Regions from separate parts of the Sus scrofa genome. Here region 2 is linked to region 1. A link is a contact called in public HiChIP or PLAC-seq data. All regions are on one chromosome and are shown on one strand. The core of a region is the stretch at or near the end of the contact, and the rest is flanking DNA. Distances in the headings are between cores, read along the strand shown.

Region 1 (5,047 bases), core at 1,347-3,846:
AATTTAGATAAATTCTCAGTTTCAATCTTAGCTACTGTCTTTAGTTAATTAATTCTCCAACCTAAGTTCAGTTCTTAACTGATGTGTCTTTTGCCACATTGGTGCATATAAAGAGTCTAAAATGGAGATTTCTTATAATTTTTCCTTCATTTCTGAAAAGATCTAAGTACCATTAATGGTATTCTATTTCTTCAATTAATTATTATTATTACTGTTTTGTAGTTTTGCTTCCAGTAAATGCATTAGTGACAACCACTCAAAAGAAATTTAATAAGCAGCCATTGTTAATCACATGCTTGTAAATTTGTGGGCTGTTTCTACTTCCTTCATAAAAGAATGTTTTCACAGTAATCTCTTTTTCCGATTTAAAAAAATCATCCATTTGAGTAATTATGAGGAGTCATGACTGATTCATTTTCATTAACACTTCAGATCAAAGTGATTTTCATATTAATCTTTTCATAGTTTCACTTGGGACTGACTCTGGGACTAATCATTTTAGTGTAGGCAGTCCTAAAAACATATTGTGTTAATAAGCTGCTCCATTGACACTGGGGGGGGGGGTTCCTTTTCTGTAAAACAAAGCTGGAGAAATGAGGTCTTTCTCAAACACTGAGGTGTCAGAAGCATAGAAGAATTTCAGATTGGAAGCCTGAAACAAATATGGTAGGAGGAGAACAGACAGGCACGCACATGCCTGCCCTTAGTATTCAGAGGCAGCATCTGTTAACGTGACTTTCCTTCTTCCTAATTGTTTCCGTGGTTTTTCCCCAAACAGCTAAAGAGATTAAGCTGTGAGGTCTTTGTTTCACAATGATGCTTCATAAGCTAAATTTTTTAATAATAGAACTATTGTCGATATTTCGTTACATTTTTCTAGTTGTTATTTCTATAGCATTGGTTGGGATCATGCTGTATGTAATCTCACATTATAAAAGAAAGAAAATCTTTCTCTCCCTCCCTCCCTCCCTTTCTTTTTCTTTCTTTCTTTCTTTCTTTCTGGCCATACCCATGTCTTATGGAACTTCCCAGGCCAGGGATCGAACTCACACCACAGCAGTGACCCAGGCCACAGCAGTGACAATGCCGGATCCTTAACTGCTAGGCCACCAGAGGATTCTCATTCTGTACTATTTTCTTAATCTCACATATCATAAACCCTCACTCATGACATTAAAATTCTTCATAAATATAATTTTTAGTGGCTGAACAATTAATATAATTTTTAGTGGCTTCTCTACTGCTATTTATTAAACCATTCCCTCAAGGTGAAGCATTTGGATATTATACATAATTTTGAGATAAACATCTTTGTATGTAAACTTCATTTTTATTATTTCCTTATGATAAATCTTAGTGATATAATTGCCAGGTGAAAAGAATGGACTTTTTTAGGACTCCTCATATGTATTATAATTTTCTTCTGAAAGGTTTTTAATCAATTTATGTTTCTCTTAATGAAGAGTGACATTTTAGCACAATTCATTAAAAATATTTGCTAATTTTATTGATTAAAAGTGATATTGTTTATATAATTCTTGCTCTTTTAGCATGTATTTGCTTATCAATCACGTTGAACATTTTGTTGGGTTTGAGAGTCATTTGTAATTCCTAAAAGTGAGAGATTAAACTATATACGCCATGCATATAGGATAAGCATATTAATTGGCATACTTCCTATTTTTAGCCGATAGGACATCTAAATAGATTGTAGAATATTCTTTTAAGTAGAAGAATGGAAAGGAAGGAGCAAGTGAAGAGTGGATGTGGGCGGGGGGTGGGCATGAGGGAAGAAGAGCCTAGACTGTGGTCGGTGTTGGGGGGCAGTAGAGGAGTCAAGAGCAGATCATTGTCTTGAGGGGAACTGAGGAAGGACAGGTTCATGAAGCCTGAGATGGAAAGAGCATGAAATTGACAAAGAGCAGGAAACGAAAGGGCCAAGTGGAGCCGGAGGCCCGTCACTGGGCAGAGGGAGAGAGGCCGGAAGGCTAACGAGTGAGGGAGGCGCCCACTAATTGTGATCCCTCAAGTCCGCCTTTCACGAGGCCTCGGGAGCTTCCTGGGAGTTTTCCAGGCAGGCTCTTGTTTATGTGAGTCTGTATTTCCCCACATTTCGCATTTGGTGGTTTCCAAGGGTATGGATCTTTCGTATTCCCCCCCCCCCCCACCTCGTGTGTCTCTTAAGTGTGTAGTTTATTAATTGCTTCTCACAAATGAGGTCACTGAGACTATGACTGGTGTATTTTTTACTTCTTGGCCCCCAAGTCAGTTTTCCATAGCATGGACATTCTCTTGAATTAAAGAACCAGAGAAAACTACAAGCGGAAAGGTCTGCTGAGTTCAGTACATTGAGCAATGCAGTTAAGGACTGAGGGTGTGGGTTGGCTCAAACCTATATTTTTAAAAACAATATTCCAGCTTGCTGTCTGATGGTTATCAGCACTCACTCACACCATAGGTTTGTGCTTTTACTGCTTCTGGGTGAATGCTGTGCCGTAATAAATGTTTTGCCCCGTGTTACTGCCCTGATATATGGCACCACCCTCCTCCTGGTTGCTCAGGCTGACATGTGAGTCATTCTGGACGCAGCCATCCTGCAGGTCATCCATTAGCCAGCTCTGTCAACTGTGCCTTGATGACACAACTGAAAGTCCACTTCTCTTCCCAGGACCCCAGTGTCACTTTACCAGGCTAGTCTAAGCCACCGTCATCCCATCCCTGGATGACCAGAACCGCCTCAGCACCCCCCTCTCTGCTTCCTCCCATGCGTGCCTGTGATTTCTTCTCGCTCCAGAGTGATCTTGAGAAAATCAAATCTCTTGGAGTTCCCATCATGGCTCAGCGGAAACGAATCTGATCAGTATCCATGAGGACACAGATTCGATCCCTGGCCTCCCTCAGTGGGTTAAGGATCCTGTGTAGCTGTGGCTGTGGTGTAGGCCAGCAGCTCTAGCTCCGATTTGACCCCTAAACTGGGAACCTCCATATGCTGTGGGTGTGGCCTTGAAAAAAAACAAAAAACAAAGAAAAGATCAAATCTCATCCCTTCTCCGCTCAAAATCCTTCATTAAGCCCAGCAGAATCAAAGTCCTGGCCTATAGGCCCCTCGTCTGATCCCTGCCTGCTCCTCTCACCCCCCCTTCAGCCTCACTGCCCCTTTCTTGCTGAATTCTTCAGAGACCCCAAGTTTGCTCCCCTGCTGCAGTCTTACCTGAAGAGAGACAGAACTTTCCTGACCACCCTAACCAAAATAGCCCCCATTTTTCCCTCTTAACCCTGCTGTATTCTCCTTTATAGCATTTGCGATTATACCCCCTCTTCAAAACATACATATTTGCTTGTTCTGGGGGGTTTTGGGTGTGTGTTTCTAGGGTCATACCGGCAGCATATGGAGGTTCCCAGGGTGGGGGTCGAATCAGAGCTGCAGCTGCCGGCCTACACCACAGCCACAGCAATGCCGGATCTGAGCCCATCTGCAGCCTACACTGCAGCTCATGGCAATGCCGATCCTTAACCCACTGAGCAAGGTCAGGGATCAAACCTGCGTCCTCACTGATAGTAGTCATATTCATTTCTGCTGAGCCACGATGAGAACTTCCATATTTGCTTGTCAATCATGTTTACCCAACGTAACAGGAAGGACCTTGTCAGTCTTGGTCACCACTTTATCTTCAGGGTCTAGAACGAAGCAGATGACAGTAGCCATTTGCTGAATGACTAGAATGCCTCATGTAACCAGTTCAAAATTGAGTTTCTTGAAAAGTTACCATTTGGTCACAGAAAATTAAGTTCGTTGTGTCTAAACCATTTGCTTCAATACTATTTTATGTTGTTCTTTTTCTTGACCACTCACTCCTTGCTAATTTTAGCCATCTGTCTACACTGATCAGCCTTGCAATTGATCTTTTAAAGGTATCCTCTTGTTTCTAATTCATGACTTAGCCAGTGTTTATAGATCCACAGCAGCTAAGGTTTAATTTGCCCTATATTTTGTGTTTTCATTGTTTGACATTTAATTGTCCCTCCAAAAAGATGCTTAGCTCCTGGCTAGTAGAGGAGGATCTCTCCTAGTAGAGCCAGGATCCAGGTCAGGGTCCAAGTATCTGACTGCTTCTCCCCCCTGGACTTAGGTCCTGGAGTATTACTGAAGTAAAGGTGTTTGGATAGAAAAGCATAGGACTTGGTAAATCCAGAACGGTAGGGGATTTCTGCGGTAATTCAGAGGAAATTATTAAAACAACATTTAATTATTAAAGCGCAAATCTCACATAATACTTTGCGAAATCACACACTTCTTGAGTTCTCATTACCCTGGTTGCCCATTCTAAAGGGGGCAGGGGATTCTATTTTTTACATTATGACTTTTCTCAAAGGTAGAACACGGAGCTTGGATTTTACATATTATTTATGACTTTGTAATAGATTATCTCCTCTCCACCTGAATTCAGTATTTATTCTGAACTTGCTCTTTTTTATTTTTTTCCCCATTTAAAAAAATTTTATTGAAGTCTAGTTGATTTACAATGCTGTGATCATTTCTTCTGTACGGCAAAGTGATTCACTTACACGTATACACACATCCATTCTTTTTCAGATTCTTTTCCCATATAGATTATCACAGAATATTGATTGGGTAGAGTTTCCTATGCTGTACCGCAGGTCCCCATTGGCCAGTCATTCCATATGCAGTGCGCATGGGCCAGTCTCAAATCCCCAGGTCCCCCCTCCCGCCACCCCGCCTGTCTCCTTTGGTCATCATAAGTTTGTTTACAAAGTCTATGAGTCTGTTTCTTGACCTTTCTCTTTTAAAAATAAAATAAATCTGTTAAAACTATCACAGGATATACAGGGTAAAGACTGGTAATTGTGGGAGTTCTCTTGTGGCACAGCAGGTTAAGGACTTGACATTGTCACTGTAGTGGCTTGGGTGGCTGCTGTGACAGGAGTTCAAACCCTGGCACAAGGCATTCAAGGTTTCCCTCCCTGGCTCTAAGATACCATCTCTAAAGTCCCAAAGTTTTCTAGTAAGTACAGAAATGCCTGTCGC
Region 2 (4,537 bases), core at 1,941-4,440, 140 kb before region 1:
TTTTTCATATTCTTTTTCCATGTGGTTTATTATAGGATATTGAATATAGTTCCCTGTGCTAAACAGTAGGACCTTGTTTTTTATCCATTCTATACATAACAATTTGCATCTGCTAATCCCAAACTCCCAATCCATCCCTCCCCGACCCCCACATTTTAGAACTAATTTTATTTATTCTTTTTTTTTTTTTTTTTTTTTTTTTTTTGGTCTTTTTAGGACCACACCTGGAGCATATGGAGGTTCCCGGGCTAGGGGTCAAATCAGAGCTACAGCTGCTGGCCTACACCACAGCCACAGCAACAGCAGGTAAGAGCTGCATCTGTGACCTACACCACAGCTCATGGCAATGCCAGATCTTTAACTCACTGAGCAAGGCCAGGGACCTGCGTCCTCATGGATGCTTGTCAAATTCATTTCCACTGAGCCATGATGGGAACTCCTAGAAGAGGAGACTACCTTATTTTGAATAAGTTACATATGCATACAAATATATGCATATAGAACATATAAAAATATAAACAGTCTGGGAGGATTTATAGGAAAGAAAAAGTCTTCCCATTCCAGACCCTGTAACCTCCCATTCCTTCTCTCCAAGGGCAACCAGTAACCACTTCTCTATAAGAACATGAACACTAGAGGTAGCTGGCCTCGTTTAAATCCTGGCTCAACCACTGACCAGCTGTGTGACCTTGAGGAAATACTCAGCCTCTCTGTGTCTCTCTAAGATAGAGATGATCATAGTACCTACCTCCTAAGTTTGTTGTAAGGATTCATGAGTTCATATGTATAAAGTACTTGGAATTGCACTCAGAAGAAGTACTCCCTACTTCCTGAGGATAATACTCTGGGATAATTATCTTCCCAAAGATCTTAGTGCATACATGAGGGATATGCAAGTGTGTATGTGTCACAGGCAGTGCGGGAAGAGGTAGCATCAGATGCTGGGAGATACCGCCTGGAAAGTAGGAGATCAGTGATCTTCCTGTGTTGCTGACAAGCTCTGGGGCCTTCAGACTCTACCTCTCTGGGCCTTTGTTTTCTCACCTTGGAAATGTGAGCATTTGGCCAGATGAATCCTAATGGCTTTTTCACATTTCACATCCTGTATCTGTCTCTGACAGGTTTGAAAGGGGCCAGGGCTATTAAAGGGAATGGAAGAAATTGAATTAGTAGGTCAGGAGGAGGTGTCTTCAGACAGGCACTGATACTTCAGTGGGACTGAGATCTCAGATCAACTATGCCACCTGCTTGAGTCATCTGGTTTCCCACATCCTCTTTTAAAGGAGCTAGGCACGTTCCTCCACTCTAAGATACAATTACGAGTTCACATGGTCTGGTTATAAGGCCAGAGGGATTCTCTGTTATCCTTGATGACTCAGAGCAACAGTTCACCACCTATTTTACTGACCACAACCCGGGTTTCCTGCACTGATAGATTATTGAGTCCTTTGCTGGGTTTTTTAAAAGGTAAAACTTACCAGATGGTAACCTCTGGTTATTTCCTGATCTGCTTGGCCAGATGGCACTTTCGGTGATAAAACTGTACAGTGCAAAGAGGTTTCATTATGTTCCATGTCTTCTCTGCACTGTTTCTCATATAGCAACATTTCGGCTCACACAGACTTTTTCTTTTCTTTCCCTTTTTTTTTTTTTTTTTTTTTTTTTTGTTTGCTTTTTATGGCCGAACCTGCAGCATATGGAAGTCCCAGGCTAGGGGTCTAATAAGAGCTGCAGCTGCCGACCTATGCCATAGCTGGTGGCAACGTGGAATCCTTAACCAGGGATGGAGCCCATATCCTCATGCATACTAGTAGGGTTTGTAACCCACTGAGCCGCAACGGGAACTCCTTACACAGACTTTTTTTTTTGAACCCAGACACATAGACATTCAAAGATGAAACCTGATGAGGGAAGCTCCCAGAGTCGGGTTAGCCTGGAGTCATCATCTAGTTGCAGTTTGATTAGACATTCAAATTAAATTATAGAAATTTCTATTTAGATACTCACTTTGATTATGAGCATTGGAAAATCCATCGTTAGCATGGTGGTTACTACTGCATTATCATTCTTGTTGTATTGATAATTAACATTGTATAGAACACTTCCACATTGCCATTCACAGAGCAGCTCTTAAAATACTGACTTATTTGATCTATATTATTATCTTTTGGGGAAGTGTAGGAGGGTGGATGAGAGAATAAGCTTCAAGCTTTTACCAAGTTGGGTTTGAGTCCCATCTCTGCTCTTAGATTTGGTTAGTCTCAATGTCCTTATCTGTAAAATGGGGATAATAGTACCTAATTCATTCAGTTGTAGGCGGATTTGGAGATATAATACAAAGAGCCTAGCTCAGTTCTTGGCATACAAAGCACCTAATAAACAGTAGCTATTACTACTGTTGTATCATTATTCTCCTTTGCTGCATGAGGAAATCGAGGCTGAAAGAGATGAAAAAATTTACTCAGGGTCTTTGATGCCGTAAGTGACAAAACTGTGCTGCAAATGTAGGTCTTTTGGATTCAAAACATGTGTGTATTCCTTCCATGCTATGACATTTTACCCCCCAAAGAACTGTTTTAATACACTAAAAATGCCTCACACTGTTTTTCAACTTGTTAAAAAGGTTTTTTTTTTGTTTGTTTTTAAGCTTTATTTGCTGTTTTTGCTTTTGCTTTGTTCCCTTTACCTATTTCTTGATAGTGTGCTCTCTCTCTCTCTCTTTCATTTAATAGAACCCAAATTAGGGAATTTGAAGAGGTGGTTTCTGACTCATCTCATAGCCAAACAGCTCCAAATTACCTTTGAGTGCCTACCTTTTTGAAAGTCTCCCAGCATCCCCTTAGATCTTTGGAGCTGGAAGTTCTCTTCCATGTCATCCAGCACCGCTGCTTCATGAGAGCAGAGGAAAGTACAGAGGCAAAGTTAGCACAGGAGGTCCAAACTAGTGAAGGAGCCAGAGCTAGCACCCAGGATTCCAGTCCAAGTTTCTTTCTTCTTCTCTTCACTCTTCAGTGAGAGTTCTGTCTCCTCTACCCTTTGACTGAAGCTAGTGTACGTTCTCTTCATAACCCTATGTGACGTGTTCGACGATCATTTTAAATACCAGCTGGTTACACAATTGGGACACTGGAGACATCACAGTCATCAGACCAGCAAGGCTTCTTTGGAAATCATTCTGTCAAGATGGCTGTCTCCTCCCCTGTTTTTGTTCTGGTCTTAGGGCGGTAACAGGAAGCTTTCCCGTGACATACCTAAGCCTTCCTGCTTTGGCAGAATTGAAAGTAGGGCAGTACTGGCCAATCCCGTGGTTTTTCTGTGTCTCCCTATGGTCATAACCAATATTAGGAAGTATGACAGTTTAAATTCTGTGCTTGCAGTCTTCCTCCATTCCTTCCTTCCTCCCAACCCTCCTTTCTTCCTCCCTTCCTTCCTAAGCCAAGGACCCTGCTAACCCCAAATTTGGAGAGTTTCCAAAAGTTAGGCCTCTTTAAACTTGAGCTTCTAAGAGATCCTTTCCCCCTTCTGTCTCCCACAGTCACAGGGCCTACCTCACGGTGCACCCAAAGGCAGTGAAATCACAAGTGCACAGATGAGGAAAAAAGTATGTGCGCAGTTTTGCATTGATTCCTATTTTGAGCACATGACCTAAACCAAACCATGCTGGTCATCTTGTGTTTTGAACTGGGTATGAGTTCTTTTCAAATCCTTCTTGTCATTTAAACTTAAGTTTCCTTTCTCACTAGCTGGGACACCTTGGGTGGTCATTTGACCTCTCTGGATTTCTATTTTTCCATCTCTTGATGGCTATGTTAATAGCTCAGAGGGCTAGCCGAAGAAATAAGTATTACCTGTCCTGCACATGGCAGCCCTTTAAAAATGCTCATATTCCTTTTTCCTTTCCCTTCTTAGTGTCTCTATTGCCCCTCTTTAAATCTGTCTTGGTTCTTTCCTTATTTATACCAACAACATGGTAGAACTCGGGGTCATTTTCCTGTGCCAACTCCCATTTCCTACACTGCCTGCTGTTTAGTTCATTTCCATTTCTGCTCAGCAGGGAAGACCAACTTGCCTTCTCAGGGCTTTGGGATTTGTGTTTCTGTTTGTTTGTGTGAAGTCTGACATTGTGGGGCATCAGCCTGCACCTTCCATCTGATCTCTGTTAGTCCTGGTTCTTCCAGGGGACAGGCCTTCCTTGGCAGTGAGATTTTAAAATAACACCACCAGCAAAGCACAGAAATTCAGCTGAAACCAGCCTTCCCTAAAGTCAGCCAAAAGCTTGGATTCCACCCCAGGATTACATCTCCTTTCTGGCTATTTATTTAGCCTGCAGCTTACTAGAGGGCTGGTATTCACCCTGTGATAAAAACTACAAAGATAGCAGCTTTCTTAAAGACCAGCGGCATCTTTGAGTTGCCTCAGGCTTATCTGCAGCAATTTTCCTGTAGCCATCCTGCCCACCCTCAGGCCTCTGGCCACTGGTTTTTCACACCCTTGGAATTTACTCCAGGGATTCCTAATGGCAGGGCAAAACTGCTTG

Evidence for each region. HiChIP or PLAC-seq counts read pairs in DNA pulled down with a chosen protein or histone mark.
Region 2: a contact with region 1 is called in an H3K27ac HiChIP or PLAC-seq map of alveolar macrophages. The contact joins two enhancer-like sites. A contact is called at or near these places in 1 of 5 promoter capture datasets (fetal skeletal muscle) and 1 of 2 datasets of contacts at active chromatin or transcription factors (alveolar macrophages).

What each region holds. Positions count from the first base shown.
Region 1 is chr8:31,566,085-31,571,131 of Sscrofa11.1, reverse strand. All of the region lies in intron 3 of RBM47 (RNA-binding protein 47), which reads left to right. Among named protein-coding and RNA genes, the nearest start is that of RBM47, 120 kb to the left of the region's middle. Within about 2 kb of position 2,596, at least 12 of the 83 cell types and tissues checked have an H3K27ac peak or open chromatin away from gene starts, as enhancers often do. A contact at or near this core is called in alveolar macrophages, where this site is marked.
Region 2 is chr8:31,707,769-31,712,305 of Sscrofa11.1, reverse strand. No RefSeq gene overlaps it. Among named protein-coding and RNA genes, the nearest start is that of RBM47, 19 kb to the right of the region's middle. Within about 2 kb of position 3,190, at least 5 of the 83 cell types and tissues checked have an H3K27ac peak or open chromatin away from gene starts, as enhancers often do. A contact at or near this core is called in alveolar macrophages, where this site is marked.